Linked DNA regions of Mus musculus: region 2 is linked to region 1. A link is a contact called in public Hi-C data. All regions are on one chromosome and are shown on one strand. The core of a region is the stretch at or near the end of the contact, and the rest is flanking DNA. Distances in the headings are between cores, read along the strand shown. Region 1 overlaps Fzd3 (frizzled class receptor 3). Region 2 holds the start of Fzd3 (frizzled class receptor 3).

Region 1 (4,214 bases), core at 844-3,343:
TGAGCTCTGTTAACCCGATAGAGCATTTTTGTTTGCAGTTGAAAGGAATTCAGGAATTAGATTAGGAGTCTCAGATTCCACCAGACTCTAATTTGTTTCTCCCTTGACCATTTTATAGTCATTGTTGAGAGCTCACTTGTATTGTCTTCCCATAAACTCTGTTTGCTCGATCAGCTTACTCAGCTAAGGCAGCTGCACTCTAGGACCCCAGTGTTAGAAAAGTATCCTGACAGTGGGCTCCATTTCCAGCCCCCTCACAGACTGGCTCAGGCTGATCTCAGAGGCTTAGGTGTATATCCCAGGCTGGCTTTGAGCTCATGGAACTCTCACCCTTGCCAGGCAAGTGCTGGGATTTCAGACATGCCACCATGTTCTAACTTAAGCGATTTTTAAAAGAGGAAAATTATAGATAATAAAAGTAAAAGAAGTTATAAATACCAGGCATGGCTTTTAATGGGAAAAATTTAGATGTCAACATAAGTTGATAAACAAAAGAAATGACATGATATTTTTGATATTTGTTCTCTTAATTATGAATATAGATTTTCTAGTCCAGCCCTCATACCAAATGCATTCTGTAGAGCTGTAGTGTAGCTCATTGGGAGAGTACCTCCCTAGCATGTGTTCAAAATAAAATCAGTGATGAACAGATCGCTGACAGCACCGGTCCCTTTGCTAATTAAAAGGCTGTCAGGTTTTTCCAGCTTTCATTAGTGTTGTTTTTGCTGCTGCTGCTGCTGCTACTGCTACTACTACTATTACTATTATTTTGGTTTTTCAAGACAATGTTTCTCTGTGTAGTCCTGGCTGTCCTGGAACTTGCTCTGTAGATCAGGCTGACCTTGAACTCAGAGATCTGGTTGCCTCTGCCTCCCACGTGAGAGGCTTAAAGTTATGTGCCACCACTGCCCAGATTGATTATAAAGTCTAAAGAACTTAGAGAAATGGAATAGAACTCTTTAACTGCCTCCTCAACTTCATTGAATATGTGTAGTTGCAGATTGCCACAGAAAAGCGATGACCGATTTTAAAATATTAGCAGGATTAGGATTTAGCTCAGCAATAGACAGGGCCATGGGTTCAGTCCCAGCATTGAAAATAAAACTCATAAAATATTGTTAGAGATAAATGTGACTTGTTATTGTTCATTTGTCCTGGCTTTGCAGAGAATATTACCATAAAGTTCCCTTAATTCTCCTGGGGCCAGTGAGATGACGTGGCAGGTACTGGCACTTGCTGCCGTGCCTGACAGTGTTGGTTTCTAGCCTAGACACTCATATGATGGGGGAGAGAACAGACTCCCACAAGTTGTCCTTTGACCTCCACATGCGGGTTGTAGTGCACATGCACACACATAAACAAAATAAATTAATAAAAAATTGTAAGTAGTCTTTAATAAAACAGATTCCAATAGCTTCATCCTTTCAATAGAATTCTCTTGTAAATTAATGACGCTTTACATGAATTGGATCAAGGAAATCTCACTTGCTATCTTCTAATCTTATGTGTTTGGATGTTCTGCCTGGATCTGTGTCTGTGTACCATTTGAATGCCTGGCACTGAGGGATCCCCTGAAATAAGGCTATAGAGGGTTGTGTGCCACTATGTGGGTGCTGGGAATCTAACCCCAGTCCTGAAAGATCTTCTAACCACTGAGCCATTCCTCCAGCCCACCCAGTTGGAAGGTGGGTTTCTTAGCTCTGACTGTCTGCATCCCTTCAGACATCTTGAATGCCTTGGACTGTAGACATACAGTGTACAGTTGAGACTGAAGTCTGATGAGTTCATAGCATTAGGAAGTAGGTATAGGTTGATGTACTGGTTTCTAGTGGGATTTTTTTTCTAACTATGTCAGCTTTGTTGCCCCTCCCATCCCCTTTGGTTCTGGTGAACAAGCATGTGCTAGGCAGCCATTCTACCAGTGAGCTATATACACAGCCTCAGCGCCTATTAGATTTCCTTAGCTACATTTAATCCCTTGTCTTAGGTCTGTCACTGGTTCTCAGAAATTAGATGCTCAGTCTCTCAGAGAGTCCTATGGCCATATGCTGCATAATGATGCTTTAGTCATTTTTAGTTAGGAAACACATGGCAGCCTAAGGCAAGAGGATCCCAAGGTTAAGTCCTGTTTCAGACACCCTGTCCATACAGCAGTGGTCCCATAGGGTCATATCACTTAGTAACATCATAGGCATGTGATTCGGTGAGTGCATGCTCTGACGTTGCAAAGTGACCCAGTTGCTTAGCAACATATTCCTCGGATGTATTCTGCCATTAACCATAACCGTTAACATTTTTTTAAATTGTCTCTAAAAACAGCACATTTATTTTCAGTTTTCTGGCTCTTACAAGTCCTTGTTGTTGCATACATTGACTATGAAGTCCAGTTTCAATGAATATTGGGGATTGATAATGAGAAGTTCTATAAGAAAAAAAAGTAACCCTAGAGGGGTGGTTTATAGTTATCCTTCTTTTCTTTTTCTGTTTGTCTAGCCACCCTTCCACCCTCAGTTTTGAAAAGCTGGCACATCTCTTCCCTCAGCCCTGTCTCAGGTCATTTTCCCAGAACTAATCGTGTCAGCAGAAGCACTTACTATGAAATCATTTTTTTAAAGAAATCTGCACAGTAGATTTTTACATTGAGCTGAGATGAATATGCCTTGAAAATAATATAAGTGTGAAATTGTTTAAATCATAAAATGGATTCTCTAGCATGAAAATGTTTGTTTAAGCTAAGTGTGGGGACTCACACTGGAATCCCAGTCTCTTGAGAGGCTAAGACAGAAGAATTATACATTTAAGGCCATCTTGTGCTGCATGGTATATAATTATAGGCCAACCTGAGCTACATAGTAAGACCGTGTCAAAAACCAAGTAGAGGGAGAAGGGGAAAGGCATTCAGACTCTGGAAGCTGAATAAATGTGGATTTTGTTATCATTTCTCTTTTTATAGTGCTCCAACTTCCCCAGAACCATCCAGCTTCTCGTGTTTTATGTTTGCTTTATTATTTCCCCTGGGACTAGGGCCTTGCCTGCTACCAGAGCCTTGCATATATTCGGCAAGTGTTCCAGCTCACCAGACCTTGGTCTTTTCTATCAGGTATCAAGGCCTTGAACTTGCTGTGTTGTGTAGACTAGCCTTGAAGCTTACATTCTTCCCGCATGGCCTCCTGAGTGCCAAGGTTGCAGTCGTGAGCTTCTCATGTACTTAACATCAGCTTATATTTTTCCTTCCTTCCTTTCCTTCCTAATTGTGTGTGTGTGTGTGTGTGTGTGTGTGTGTGTGTGTGTGTGTGTGTGTCTGTCTGTGACGAATGTGGAACCAGGCCTTTCTTTTATTATCCACACCTTCTGCCACTGAACCATATCTCCAGCCCTTTAATACCAACTGCAAACAGCTTTTCTGCTTTTATTTTCAGTTTCTAGATTTTGATTTTGAGTCTTACTTTCTCACTGAAGTTTAAAGCTTTGTTTCCTCGTGGTAAAGTACACATTGTCACCTCCCCCTCTCCCCCCGCCAGCTTCCAGAGTACAGTTTATAGAGCCTGGAGCATCGTGCTGGCTTATTTCCTTTGTAGGAACTATTATAAAAATTAATTCTCAAAATTAAAATTTTAAATTAGGAAGTGTTGTTTTCAAGTCCAACGTGATAGATATATGTCTATAATCCCAGCATTTAGGAGGCAAGGCTAAATGAGGCCAGAGGATTGCCAGGAACTGACGGCCAGGCTGAGCTACATAACAAGACCCTGTTTTCAAAAATGAGAAAAAAAAATACTCTCTAATATTTTAATCTGATAGGTTGGAGGAGTATTTATAGAAACACGTATCTATGATAATAGTTATTCATTGTCTGTAATACAGAATATCTAAATCCCATATTAATGAGCTGTCTCTTACTTTCTTGTCTCAGTGAACAACTCTGTTGTTGAGTGATTTCTCTGACACTTGAGCTCAAGGTTCTCTCAGTCTGAATAGTTGGAAATACTCTTCTAAGCATGTGAAATTGCTGTCTTGGGAGGAAGTAAGCACATGTTAGGGACTTAGGCTGTTTTAGAAGAGATGTTAGCTTTTCACCTCCACTCTTCTCAGGCTATCAGAAGAGACAACTCTTAGGTCATCTCAAAAACTGCTCAGTCTTGTTGCTGAATTCCTGCTTTTAAAGACACTTTATCAACCTGAAGTAAATACCTTTGAGAACACTTAAGATACAT
Region 2 (4,202 bases), core at 973-3,472, 67 kb before region 1:
GTTCCTAAGGAACATGCACACATAGCCCAGTGTCTTGTGATACTTTGACATTACTTCTGTGTGGAACATATCACACATAAAGAAAAGCTTAGAGATTTTATAACAAACACTTGTATCTCCACAAAGATGTTTCCACCAATATGCGTGCTCTTCTCTCTCTTTCTCTCTCTCCCTCTCTCTCTCCTTCCCTCTCTCTCCCTCTCTGTGTGTTTACCAGACATGCATGTAGTAGCCCTTTCCGCACACAGATCCCATTGTCCTTGCTATGTCTAGAAAACAATTTGTGCACCGCCTTCTTGTTCCTTTTTGGACAGTTTCATTATATATATGTTCACTCTTTGTTTTGTTTGTTTGTTTGTTTTTGTTTTTCGAGACAGGGTTTCTCTGTGTAGCCCTGGCTGTCCTGGAACTCACTCTGTAGACCAGGCTGGCCTTGAACTCAGAAATCCACCTGCCTCTGCCTCCCAAGTGCTAGGATTAAAGGCATGCACCACCACTGCCCGGCATATATGTTCACTCTTACAAGTGATTTATTCTTGACAGTTTTTAAAGATGTACTACCACTTATATATAGCAGTTTCCTTTTCTGCTAAGTATTGTATTTATTTATGGGACCTGACGATGTTGATATATTTGTAATTGTGTCTGTGTCATCCCCATCTGCTGATGTGAGCAGTGGCGTGGCCTGTGTCTGTTTTTATAGCGTACTGTGTACACTGAGTAAGAAGGCTCCTGCAAGCACATTTCCAGTGCCTTAGTAATGGGGATCTAGCACTACATAAAGCTATGACAAAGTTTCTCCTCCACCCCCATATACCACCTGCCTCTTCATTTACTCTCATCAAGAGACACCACTGGGTCCCTGGGGCATGCTGATTTGCCTGGAATGGCCCTAAGAATCAACATTATTGTCCTGAAAATGTTGCTGCACAAGTGCCAATAAGGAAAGTGGAAATTGCTATTTCAGATTTTGTTTATCACGCTGGCCTATCAAATTCTGTCAATTCTGATGTGAGACTGACCTGAGCACAAGACTTTTCAGCATTCACTAAATTACCTGAGAACCTTTTAAAAATTATATCTGACTCTGTCTCTTGTTATCTGTCTCTCTGTACACCTATGGGCCAGAGGTCAACTACAGGTGTGTTAGTCAGTTGCTCTCCACCTAGTTTTTTGAGACAAATCTTTCACTGGCCTGGGGATTCACCAAATGGGCTAGGCTGAGTGACTAGCTAGCCCCAGGACCCACCCTGGCTCCACCTCCCCAGCACTGGGACCACAAGTGCCTGCTATTAGGACTGATTTTGTTGTTGTTATTTTGTTGTTGTTGTTGTTTTGTGGGTTCTGGGGATGTAACTCAGGTTCTTCCGCTTGTATAGCAAATGTTTTACCAACAGAACTGTATCTTCAGCCCATATGTTCTCACCGTAGCCATTTATAAACATAAGGGTCAGTAGTGTCAAGTACAATCACTTGCAACAGGGCCAACGTTGCTGTATGTCCTGTGAGCTACCAAGAGAACCAAATGAAGCCATGGACTCTAAGTTGAAGATGGACAAAAAGAAAGATAGGTAAAACCCTGTAACAAAGAGAAACGCAATCACGATTAATTGAATACAGGCTCTTCCATTAAAATGCTGTGTGACTAAGTAAGACATCCAACCTTTCTGAGAGTTCTTCTCCCTGTTGGGAAAAAATAAAATTGTGTTTAGATGACCTCTAAAGAAATCTTTCAGCTCCTCAAGCCGTGCATATAGCAAAGGGAGTGGGGAGCCCTCTAAGCGGAAGATGAGGCATGTCACCAGCGAGCACAAGCTCCGTCTGTTTATAGTAAGGTCTCGGTGGAGAGGACGCGAAGTGTGCACCTGCTTCGCCGGTCAGAGTGCAGCGTTGCAACAGACCGGGTGTCCCTTGCTACCTGTGCGCGGCACTACCCTTCACCGTGAGTCCCCGAGGTCCGAGGTTGGCACACTGGCTTCCGCACTGGACCCGCACTGAGAACTTGGCTCAGGCGGACTTTGCAAGAAGGACTGGGCACATGTTGGATGAATGCCTCCAGCGCTGGGAACCACCAAACCGACGCGCGGCGCTCAAGACGTCACTATCACCTAGGACGCCAGGCTGAGAACAACGAAGCCGGTCAGCGCTGCACAGCCAGGAGCTGGATAGGAGGCTGACCGTAGCGCGCATGCGCGGCACGTGCGCGCGCACCTCCCTCCCCGGGCCGCGCGCCTCGACGCTCGCGAAGGCTCGGCGCGCCTGCGGTCCTCGGCCGCTCGGGGAACCTGAGGGACGCGCGGCTGCCTGCGGGGCCAGCGGCGCTGCCCGGGAGAGCCCGGAGGCCGGCGGTGAGGTGAGTCGTGCGGCCGACGTTTCCTCCGGGGCCGGGAGGGCGGGAGAGGAGCGTTGCGTGTGGAGAGCGCCGAGGCGCCTGCCCCAGCCCAGCCGCCCCTCGTCAGGCGGCGCTCGCTGCTCGCGTCGCGGCCGAACAAAAGCCCGAGGCCGGCGCTGCCGAGGCGGGCGCGGAGCTGCGGCTGGCGAGCGGCCCGGCCGGAGCCGGGTCGGAGTGGGCGGCGCGGAGTTCGGGGCCGCGGCCGCTCTAAGCGAGGATGCCCTGGGAAAGCGGCGGGGCCGGTACGTCCCGCCCGCGCCGGGCAACCTGTGCGAGTGTGGACGCGGCGGGTCCCCGCGCCGGTCGCCTGCGGGGAGCGAGGCCGGGCCCAGCCGGTTTCTGCGCTCGGCGCCGCGGGGGCGTGGGCGGGAGGACGATGCGCCGAGCTCCGGCGCCGCTGCTTCCCTGCAGCCCCCGGCCGACCCCTGACACCCAGCGCCCAAAAGTTGTCCCTTGCTGCCCATCAGTTTGCAAAGTCGGAGGCTCCCAGCGCCGCGCGCTCCCCAGGTACCCCCGCGGTGGGGACTCGGGGTCGGCAGATTTGCCCTGGGATGCGGCGTGAATTCCTAGCCTCTGGAATAAAGGCACTGAGATGCGGGTAACGTTAAGGTTGTAAACATCCCATAGGCTTTTCGCATCTTGGGACTCTTGGAGGTAGGGACTTCCTCAAGGGAAGAGGAGAGGGCTTTTTCATTTTTCTTTTCTCCTCCCTTTTCCTATTCTTTCCCTCTTGTGGGTAGAAAAAGAACAAAAGCACATGCCATTAATTAGGCAGAAGAGACTTAAAGTTGAAAAACGTCTCGAGAGGTCTGGGTTTTCGCCCAATGATAGAATCACAATTTTTAGCTCCCTTCTGAATTTCTCAGACTGCCGAACAGACGCACCAGCTTAAATCTCACGGTGGGAAAGTCCTTCAGTACATCCAGAATGTTTGTTGATGGGAATTGGGTTGCTTTGCAAAACCAGTACATGAGAGCAGGGAAACAAAGACCAGCTGGGCTTAAGGATGCCACCTCCCTTCTCAGCCTGCTTTGGTCCTCGGTGGTCTACTGGGCATAATGGGCTAGAAGAGGACTAGATAAATCTAGTTGTGTATTAAGAAGCGGGTACTCAAGTTGTGCATGATAATGGCTCATGCCTGTAATTTGAGTAATCGGAAACTAAAGCAAGAGAATCTCCGAAAGTTACAGGCCAGAATAGGCTGTGTAGTGGACCACTTTCTCAAAAAGAAAGGAGGCGATAAGACCTTACATTCTCTCTCTACCTTTAAACAAATCAGTGTCGTCGTCGTCGTCCCCCCTCCACCCCCGAAACAACACATTTTCTTGAACCACAGCATAAAGGTAAAAAGATTCAGGGTTAAGGAGCCAGGGAAAGGAGTGTAAATATTTGGAAGGATAAAACCGAGATAAACTATAACCCGGTTGCAGCTCTTCCCTAGACTTAGTAAAACAGTGGGTAGTGTTGATCTGTCTGCCCCCAAATGCTTTGAAACTGTTAGCAAAATAGGCATATTTTTAAATAAAGTCTAGAATTCTCTTTCATCTTTCCTGTTTTTTTTTCCTTTTGTCTAGTGATAATGTGCCTCTCATCTCTTAAAAGGCTAGTAAGGGTCCATTAATAGAAGAGAAAGTGACTGTGGCCTTCTCGTCCGTTTCCCCCCAGATTTCTATGAACTTTATTTTCTGTTTTGGGTCTTCAAGTGGATGGTTGTTTTGTTTTGTTTTGTTTTAATTTGTTTTGTTTTGTTTTAATTCCATGCTTGAGATATTTGAAGTAGAAAGGGTTGAGAGGAATTTAATAGTGATGT

Evidence for each region. Hi-C and Micro-C count contacts between places; a contact is called where the count stands out from the background.
Region 2: a contact with region 1 is called in a Hi-C map of olfactory sensory neurons, with 1.5 times the contacts expected there. The contact joins the promoter of Fzd3 here to the enhancer-like site in region 1. A contact is called at or near these places in 11 of 39 promoter capture datasets (the 3T3-L1 cell line, the HPC-7 cell line, the SN4741 cell line and 7 more), 8 of 484 Hi-C or Micro-C datasets (the AML12 cell line, B cells, the P5424 cell line and 4 more), 3 of 115 datasets of contacts at active chromatin or transcription factors (embryonic forebrain, embryonic stem cells and forebrain) and 4 of 9 other capture datasets (adipose tissue, embryonic stem cells, liver and 1 more).

Annotation. Positions count from the first base shown.
Region 1 is chr14:65,193,795-65,198,008 of GRCm38.p6, reverse strand. It overlaps Fzd3 (frizzled class receptor 3), which reads left to right. Exons shown (of 7, transcript NM_021458.2): 7 at 1-4,214. Among named protein-coding and RNA genes, the nearest start is that of Gm30008, 21 kb to the right of the region's middle. Within about 2 kb of position 2,093, at least 16 of the 459 cell types and tissues checked have an H3K27ac peak or open chromatin away from gene starts, as enhancers often do. A contact at or near this core is called in B cells and olfactory sensory neurons, where this site is marked.
Region 2 is chr14:65,260,483-65,264,684 of GRCm38.p6, reverse strand. It overlaps Fzd3 (frizzled class receptor 3), which reads left to right and starts at 2,222. Exons shown (of 7, transcript NM_021458.2): 1 at 2,222-2,353.